2 separate regions of the Mus musculus genome follow, and region 1 is linked to region 2. A link is a contact called in public Hi-C data. All regions are on one chromosome and are shown on one strand. The core of a region is the stretch at or near the end of the contact, and the rest is flanking DNA. Distances in the headings are between cores, read along the strand shown. Region 1 overlaps Tbl1xr1 (transducin (beta)-like 1X-linked receptor 1). Region 2 has its middle 46 kb from the start of Gm31813.

Evidence for each region. A called contact is a pair of places that touch in the nucleus more often than the background predicts.
Region 1: a contact with region 2 is called in a Hi-C map of bone marrow-derived macrophages, with 2.2 times the contacts expected there. The contact joins two enhancer-like sites. A contact is called at or near these places in 5 of 484 Hi-C or Micro-C datasets (the G1E-ER4 cell line, the HL-1 cell line, bone marrow-derived macrophages and 2 more), 1 of 115 datasets of contacts at active chromatin or transcription factors (pancreatic cancer cells) and 3 of 9 other capture datasets (adipose tissue, liver and pancreatic islet).

The regions. Positions count from the first base shown.
Region 1 is chr3:22,188,557-22,193,107 of GRCm38.p6, forward strand. It overlaps Tbl1xr1 (transducin (beta)-like 1X-linked receptor 1), which reads left to right. Exons shown (of 16, transcript NM_030732.3): 5 at 1,212-1,434; 6 at 2,359-2,491; 7 at 2,836-2,977; 8 at 3,464-3,527; 9 at 3,614-3,711. Among named protein-coding and RNA genes, the nearest start is that of Tbl1xr1, 110 kb to the left of the region's middle. Within about 2 kb of position 2,140, at least 13 of the 459 cell types and tissues checked have an H3K27ac peak or open chromatin away from gene starts, as enhancers often do. A contact at or near this core is called in bone marrow-derived macrophages, where this site is marked.
Region 2 is chr3:22,008,422-22,012,628 of GRCm38.p6, forward strand. No RefSeq gene overlaps it. Among named protein-coding and RNA genes, the nearest start is that of Gm31813, 46 kb to the left of the region's middle. Within about 2 kb of position 2,345, at least 41 of the 459 cell types and tissues checked have an H3K27ac peak or open chromatin away from gene starts, as enhancers often do. A contact at or near this core is called in bone marrow-derived macrophages, where this site is marked.

The DNA of each region.
Region 1 (4,551 bases), core at 890-3,389, 180 kb after region 2:
ATGTGGTTGTTTATTGAGTATCTGACCTTGACTTCATGGGTTCAGACAGATTAAAATTATTCTTCATAACTGTACTGGTCTTCATACCAGCGGATAATTTCTGTAGACTATTCCTCTGCGTGTGTGTGTGTGTGTGTGTGTGTGTGTGTGTGTGTGTGTATGTATGTAAGCAAAGGAAATCATGTTTAACACATAAGTAATTTGGCTGGAGAGTACTAAGAACAAACTGATGGCAAGGACATAAAAAAACACTGTTAGTTTCATGTACCCTGATGTTGGAAGCCAATTTATTTATAATTGATGCCAACATTGATTCTCAGAGCTTCGTGTCCAAGGTTCATGTGGAAGTAGTGTGTTTATTTCTGGTGTTGGCATGCTACTTGTGCCTGAGGCCATCTTACCTGCTCCCTGATTCTATAAATTAGCTTTGTAGCACAGCCGAGCTCATTTAGTTCTGGACTGTCACTGGGTAGCTGCTGGGAACATGAGGCGCTGTAACAAGGACCTTACAGCCTTTAAAGCATTCATAAGCACACACTGCATGTTCTTTCTGAGTAGAACTTTGTTGTAGCTACAATGTTTAGTGTATGGCCGGAATATGTAGAGGTAAACACATGCCCTCCCCCCCCCCCCCTTTTTTTTTGTAAAAGTAAATGAAAAGATTTTAGCTGTTTAAAGTAGTCCAGTTCCCTTTTGGTATCCTCAGCGGTGGGTTACCACATTGCCACAGTTAGCATTATCTGTGGGTCCCTTCATTTACTCCTAATGTCAAGTTTGTGTATCACACACATCTAGATGACTTCTGTGTATGATCATCCTGTAATGTTTAGAGAAAACCAGTAAGGTCAAGATCTGCTCCCGGTCAGTACAGGTGCTTTCCTTTATTCCAAGGCCTGGATCCCGTGGTATGACATATTCATATTGGTCAGTGTTTTTTACTAACAGCTTTTCTTACCTGGATGTTATACATTATCATTTTATTATCTTTAAGCTTTTGTGAATGGCCTCTTGTATTGGTTTGTCTTTGTGCAGAGTTCAGCAGGACCTCAGTGACAGTTGGTGGCTGTTTGCATCTTTGTCATTCTTGCCCCCTTCCTCCTTCTTGCTCACGTTCACGGTTTCCTTAGAATGAAGTTGTTCATTTTGTTAATGGAATGTTTGTTAACCTCATGACTACATCTCATTTTTCTTTCCCGGTTTTCCAACCCCAGGATGGCACCTTATTTGATGGTCGACCCATCGAGTCTCTGTCCCTGATAGATGCTGTTATGCCCGATGTAGTCCAAACAAGACAACAAGCCTACAGAGACAAGCTTGCACAGCAGCATGCAGCCGCAGCCGCTGCCGCTGCTGCCGCCACTAACCAGCAAGGATCTGCAAAAAATGGAGAGAATACAGCAAATGGGGAGGAGAATGGAGCACATACCATCGCAAGTGAGCCGAGAATGCTTGGAGATGCTCAGCACACACTACTGTTCTCCATTGCCCCATCCTTAGAGCTGTACTGATAGCCAGTGTTTGTCTTTACCCCCCAACATGCTTCGCTTAGTCAGGGTTTCTATTCCTGCACAAACATCATGACCAAGAAGCAAGTTGGGGAGGAAAGAGTTTATTCAGCTTACACTTCCATACTGCTGTTCATCACCAAGGAAGTCAGGACTGGAACTCAAGCAGATCAGGAAGCAGGAGCTGATGCAGAGGCCATGGAGGGATGTTCTTTACTGGCTTGCTCAGCCTGCTCTCTTATAGAACCCAAGACTACCAGCCCAGGGATGGCACCACCCACAGTGGGCTTTCCCCCCTTGATCACCAGTTGAGAAAATGCCTTACAGTTGGATCTCATGGAGGCATTTCCTCAACTGAAGCTCCTTTCTGAGTGATAATTCCAGCTGTGTCAAGTTGACACACAAAAACAGGCAGTATAGTGCATCACACAGTTCATATTTTCTACCTAAGATTCTAAAAAGCTAAATACACTGAATGTTTGTTTGTTCCTAAATGTTTCTGAAACCCCTTTCTACTCTTAAGTGAACATTGCATCTGCAGTTGATTTCTAAGTAAAATTTCTAGTAGTCCCTGTTATAAACATCCAGCAAGGCTCTGATGGTGAGCAATAAAGATGACTCATGCTATAGAAATGATATCAGCAACCCCTACTGGCAGAACTCAGAATAGTATTGTTACAGGCTGTTTAATTCAGCCATGCTGAGGTATAGCCCTTTTTCCCCCTTTCTTTTTTTTACCACTTCCACATACACATTCTCTGGGCATAAACACTCACACTTTTAAAACTAGTACAGCCATACTTGCTAGAAATGTGCTTACCTTCTGACAGAACTGCTACTTCTCATGCTGCAGATAATCACACTGACATGATGGAAGTAGATGGGGATGTGGAAATCCCTTCCAATAAAGCGGTTGTGCTTCGGGGCCATGAATCTGAAGTTTTCATCTGTGCCTGGAACCCTGTTAGTGATCTCCTGGCATCAGGGTAGGTTTTTCAAAGAGCTTTCTAGCTGTTGAGTATTTTGTTGTTTTAGACAGGATTTACTCTGTAACCTTGCCTTGTTGATGCACTGTGTCCTGGGATTATGTCACGTGCAGCATGACAATGGCATCTAAGAATACCTCAACAAAAGGACTGCTACATAGATTTCACTTTCCGGTCATTTTACCTTAGTAGGTTAGTATTATTACTTGGTAGGAGCTCTAAAAGAGAAATATTAGAAATGTTTATATCTGGTAGTCTACTTCTTATTCAGGTGTTAAATGTATGGCTTGGGTTCTGGAATGCTTGCTTATATGAAGACTTAAGCCGATTTTTTGACTCTGAAGGTCTGGAGACTCCACGGCAAGAATCTGGAACCTCAGTGAGAACAGCACGAGTGGCCCTACGCAGCTCGTGCTTAGACACTGCATACGGGAAGGAGGGCAGGACGTGCCCAGTAACAAGGATGTCACGTCTCTAGATTGGAATGTGAGTGTTTTGTTCTTGCATAAATGGTCTGTGAATGAAGACATTTGAGGACTTGGCATTATATAATCTTGAAATTAGATCCCAATTTTAGCTTCAATCTGGCCCCATATTCCTAAAATCCTAATCAGAATTTAGGAGTGAATTGTAGGCTTTGCTTTTTACTTCTTATAAAAAGCATTCTCATGGTATCATTTTTATGTTGTCCTTCCTGGTCTACACTTGCCCCATCCTCACTCATGGTCACCTGTGAAAATGTTCTGCATAGGGACTGCAGTCCTGCTCCACAGCACTTCCTGCCGGTGCACACACTGGGATTGGCCTGTCCGAGAACACCGCCTTCATTAGGGGGTGGGGGTTTGCCAGCCTTTGTTGGCACTTACACATAGATCAGGGTCTTTTGTGCCTGGGACTTAAACAGGCAACATGTGTGTAGTAATTAAATGGCCTTTTGAGTTGTGTAATAAACAAAATGTGTTTCTCTGCCAGAGTGAAGGTACACTTCTAGCAACTGGGTCATATGATGGATTTGCCAGAATATGGACTAAAGATGGTATGACATTTTCTAACTTTATTGATGTTCTAAATTTAAAAGTTTGAAGTAATTTTAATGTGTGTGTTTGTTTGTTTTTAATTTAGGTAATCTTGCCAGCACCTTGGGGCAGCATAAAGGTCCTATATTTGCATTAAAATGGAATAAGAAAGGAAATTTCATCCTAAGTGCTGGCGTAGATAAGGTAAATGAACATTCAGCCAAGCTCTATCAAGAATATATTTGAAAGTAATATTTTTTTCTTTCCTGCTAATCACTGAAGCAGACTTGAGTTCGTTCAAGCATGAATTTGTCACAGTACTAGAAATGTCTTATATTGTCTACTTGTTTTCCTGAGTCTGCTCATTGTATCTGTGTTGCTATGACCGTTCCTCATTTTCTTCTGGGGTTTGACTCTCGTGAAGCATGGAATGAAGTTCTTGGTGCTTCTCAGGCTTTCTCAGGGGCAGCCGTGGCTGTTTCCATCAGCAACGCCCAGGCTCTTAATCAGTTGGGTAGTGCTGGGGAAGGAGACAGGAACTGGCTGAGACTCATATTTTCAGTGAACACTTTTAAAAGGGAGATGAAGGATTCGGGAAAAGCCAGCACTTGGCACTTTCATAAGCAGTTTCACGACCTGCTTTAAGTGGTATCAAAATGTAAACGGCCTTTGGGGGCGGGGGCGGGGGGTTCATAGGAGGTCCAAGTAAAAGAAATCTTTTAGTGGTGATTTTACTATAACAAGCACTTTCCTCCTTATAACTCCTGAGCTGGAAAATCTTGCACCATTGCAGTGATAGCCATTAAATAGTCTAATTCAATGCAGACTCTTTGTTGACAAACAAGAGTTGTTGTAGGAAATAAGTTGGCGAGAAACCACCACAGAAAAGTGAAGCTGCATCATGATCCTTTTTCCTGGGCTGCTGTGAGGAATAAAAACATTGCCTGTGGAGTTCACTACACAGCATCCTTCCGCCTTGATACAGTCAGGTGTCCATTCTGCTGTTCAGACACTCTTTAACTTTTCTTCTCCTTTTAATCTCAG
Region 2 (4,207 bases), core at 1,095-3,594:
TTCTCTTCGCTTCCTGTACGATCCCATGAGCCTTTATTAAGCCCATTGCAACTAAAACCAGCCTGGGTGAACTCGGTTATTTTCAGGTAAGAACTTTGAGCAGCATGGTAATTATAGCAAACTTGAAGCTAAGTAGCCTTGCTCTCGAGAAATGCTTATCTGATGATGTTTTAGAGAACTGTGGTCACATGAGAAGGAGGAGCTAGGCAAGTCTGGGAAGACCAAGTTACTAATTACCAAAAGTAGAAGTTCACATGGGGTAAAAAAAAAAAAAAATCCCGATTAGCTGTGCTCTACTATTATAGAAGCAAAGACAGGATGATAGTTAATTTCATGTGTCAACTTACCTAGATAAACTGTACCCCGATATTTAGTTCAGTGGAGGTCAGGGTGTGGCTGTGAAGTTATTAATTAATTAATTAATTTACATACTTGTGTATATGTATATGATGTATATGTAGTGGAGGAGTATACATATATACACATGGAAGCCAAAAGACAACCTTGGGCTTCCTTCCTCAAGTTCTGTGTACCTCTTCTTAATTTTTTACTTTTCTTTCTTTCTTTCTTTCTTTCTTTCTTTCTTTCTTTCTTCTTCTTCTTTTTTTTTTTTTTTTTTTTTTGGTTAATTTGTATGAGTGTACTTTCATATCTTTTGGGGGCTGGGTGCTGAAATTCAGTCTCTCAGTTCAGTGCCCTAGTGTTTGTCTAGCAGGATAGGGGAGTGATTCCTGAATCCCAGGATTTTGAGATAGATAGATAGATAGATAGATAGATAGATAGATAGATAGATAGATGATAGATATTTCTACCACTAAGTTTATAAAAGTGCATCAGCACAACCAGACTCTCTAAAGTTTTGTTTCATTATTTGTTTATTTATTTCCTTACTTACTTATTTAATGTGTATAAGTGGTTTTCCCAGAGTGTGTATGTGCACCACATGCAAGCCTGGTGCCTGAAGAGGTTATGGATTATCAGGAGTCACCTTGTAGGCACAGAAGTTGAACTCAGGTCCTCAGAAGACCAAGTACCTCTTCAGCCCCCACTGAATGGGTTCTGGGAATCAAATTCAGGTCATGGAATTTTCAGGCATATTGTTCGTTCATCATGTATCCACGGCTGACATCAAATTCCCTTTGTAGAATAAGATGACTTTTGAATCCCTGATCCTTCTACCTCTATTTTCAGAAGTGATTATAGGCGTGCATCACCAGGCCAGTGTTATGCAGAGCTAAGGAGAGAATTCAGGGCTTCATGCACACTAATCAAGTACTCTGTCAATTAAACTTTGCCCTAGATCCTCCTGAAGGCTTCTTCTTTCTTTTCTTTTCTTTCTTTTTTCTTTTTTTTTTTTTTTTTAGTACTATATTGGTCTGCTTTGAGTCCCTATGATAGATGGGCTCCTCAAAATCATTTACAACCCCAAGAGAAAAAGATCCACTGCAATGGAAGAAGGAGTTCGGCCTTCAGACTGCCTTCAGAGTTTGAACAGGACTCTCTCTCTTGAGTCTCCATCTTATTATCATGCTTTACAGATAGATTCAAATTGGTAGAACTGATAAAAGCAAGAGGCAGTTCTTTTGAAATCTCTTCCCATACTCTCAGATAAAGCAGAACTGTGACTAATCCAGACAGGCAGACGATTTAGCCATGACCTGGGTTGGCTTAGAGAACTATATGTTCTCTAAAAAGAGTGCCTTGTGTTCTTGTGGCCACAGGGCTGTGGAGACTGAAATTATGACACTGTGTTATCTTTTGGGTTGTTGAATTACAACATTCCTGAGTTTCAGCACCTCCTAATTTCTCTAAGTATCTCCCAGTCAGTGAATGATTAGATGGGACAGTGCAGGAAGTTGGGTGACTCATAATGTTCAAATTCCCAAATCCTTCTAGATTTCCCAGACACAAGCAGTCCTTTTTGATTTGTCTGATGAGGCCATGCCAGTCTCTCTTGTGTCCCAGGCAACAGTCCAGACTGGCAGTTGCCTCTTCCCATGCCTTTTCCAGGAGAGCAAAGCTCTTAGCCCATAATGATATGACCTGCCATCCTGACTAGAGTCTGTCATGCTGCTATGGATTAGATCTGGGCTTTCTCCAAAGGCTCATGTGTTGAAGGATGGTTCGCAATGCAGTGGATTTCAGAGGTGTGGCTTTGGATCTTCACTGGCTCATAAGTACTTTGACCTCTTTAGTATCTTATGCCATCAATCTACTGTAGTCTAAGGACTATCCAGGTGTGATACTGACAAGGAAGTGGATCCAATGTGAAGAAGCAGGACCCTGGTAACCTGCCCTGGTTTATGTTTCTCAGACTCAGACACAGTGCAGACAATGACCAACAGACTGGAAGCTCTGAACCCATAAGACACAGCACTTCCTTCTGGTTGATCTGTTCAAGGATTGTGTCACAGTACTAGTGTCTTAGTCAGGGTTTCTATTCCTGCACAAACATCATGACCAAGAAGCAAGTTGGGGAGGAAAGGGTTTATTCAGCTTACACTTCCATACTGCTGTTAATCACCAAGGAAGTCAGGACTGGAACTCAAGCAGGTCAGGAAGCAGGAGCTGATGCAGAGGCCATGGAGGGATGTTCTTTACTGGCTTGCCTCACCTGGCTTACTCAGCCTGCTTTCTTATAGAACCAAGACTACCAGCCCTGAGATGGTCCCACCCACAAGGGACCTTTCCCCCTTGATCACTAATTGAGAAAATGCCTTACAGTTGGATCTCATGGAGGCATTTCCTCAACTGAAGCTCCTTTCTCTGTGATAACTCCAGCTGTGTCAAGTTGACACAAAACTAGCCAGTACAATTGACCCCTTGTCAACTTGACACACAAAAACATCACTAGTAAGCCTCAACCCTTACAATCTTATTTATCCCCATTCTAAATAACTTTAAAAGTCCCACAGTCTTTACATATTCTTAAATTTTCAATCTCTTTAAAATATCCATCTCTTTTAAATTTCAAAGTCTTTTTACAATTAAAAGTCTCTTAACTGTGGGCTCCACTAAAACAGTTTCTTCCTTCAAGAGGGAAAATATCAGGGCACAGTCACAATCAAAAGCAAAAGTCAATCTCCAACCGTCCAATGTCTGGGATCCAACTCACGATCTTCTGGGCTCCTCCAAGGGCTTGGGTCACTTCTCCAACCAGGCCCTTTGTAGCACACACATCATCCTCTAGGCTCCAGATGCCTGTACTCCACTGCTGCTGCTGCTCTTGGTGGTCATCTCATGGTACTGGCATCTCCAAAACACTGCATGACCCCTTCAGTCCTGGGCCTTCAATTGCAACTGAGGCTGCACCTTCACCAATGGCCTTCCATGGCCTCTCACAGTGCCAAGCCTCAGCTGCTTTGTGTGACCCCTTCATGCCTTCAAAACCAGTACCACCTGGGTGACCCTTACATATTACCAAGTCCTGCTGCAGCAGGAGTACAACCTTGGCCATCTCTGGAACACAGCCTCTTTGTGCTTTCAGAAAATACTTCCCAGAAGATGTCACCTCAATAATGCTGGTCTCTTCTTAGTCACCGCTAATTTCTTAGCCCCAGCTAACCAGCATCAATAGTCCCAGTAATGCAAAGGTTTTGCTTTAGTAGTTCTGGTATCTTGTTAATCACAACTGATTCTTCAGTCCCAGCTAACCAGAACCACAGAATAATCAAACTCCAAAATAGCAATGGTCCCTGAAAAGAGTCTTTAATTTTCCCTCTGAAACTTCACAAGCCAGGCCTCCATCTTCTGCACTGTTCTCAACATTATCTTCCAAGCTCCTACACAACATATGACAGAGCTCTTAACAACAAATGGATCTTCTAGCCCAAAGTTCCAAAGTCCTTCCACAGTCCTCCCCAAAACATGGTCAGGTTGTCACAGGAATACCCCACTATGCTGGTACCAATTGGTCTTAGTCAGGGTTTCTATTCCTGCACAAACATCATGACCAAGAAGCAAGTTGGGGAGGAAAGGGTTTATTCAGCTTACACTTCCATACTGCTGTTAATCACCAAGGAAGTCAGGACTGGAACTCAAGCAGGTCAGGAAGCAGGAGCTGATGCAGAGGCCATGGAGGGATGTTCTTTACTGGCTTGCCTCACCTGGCTTACTCAGCCTGCTTTCTTATAGAACCAAGACTACCAGCCCTGAGATGGTCCCACCCACAAGGGACCTTTCCCCCTTGATCACTAATTGAGAAAAT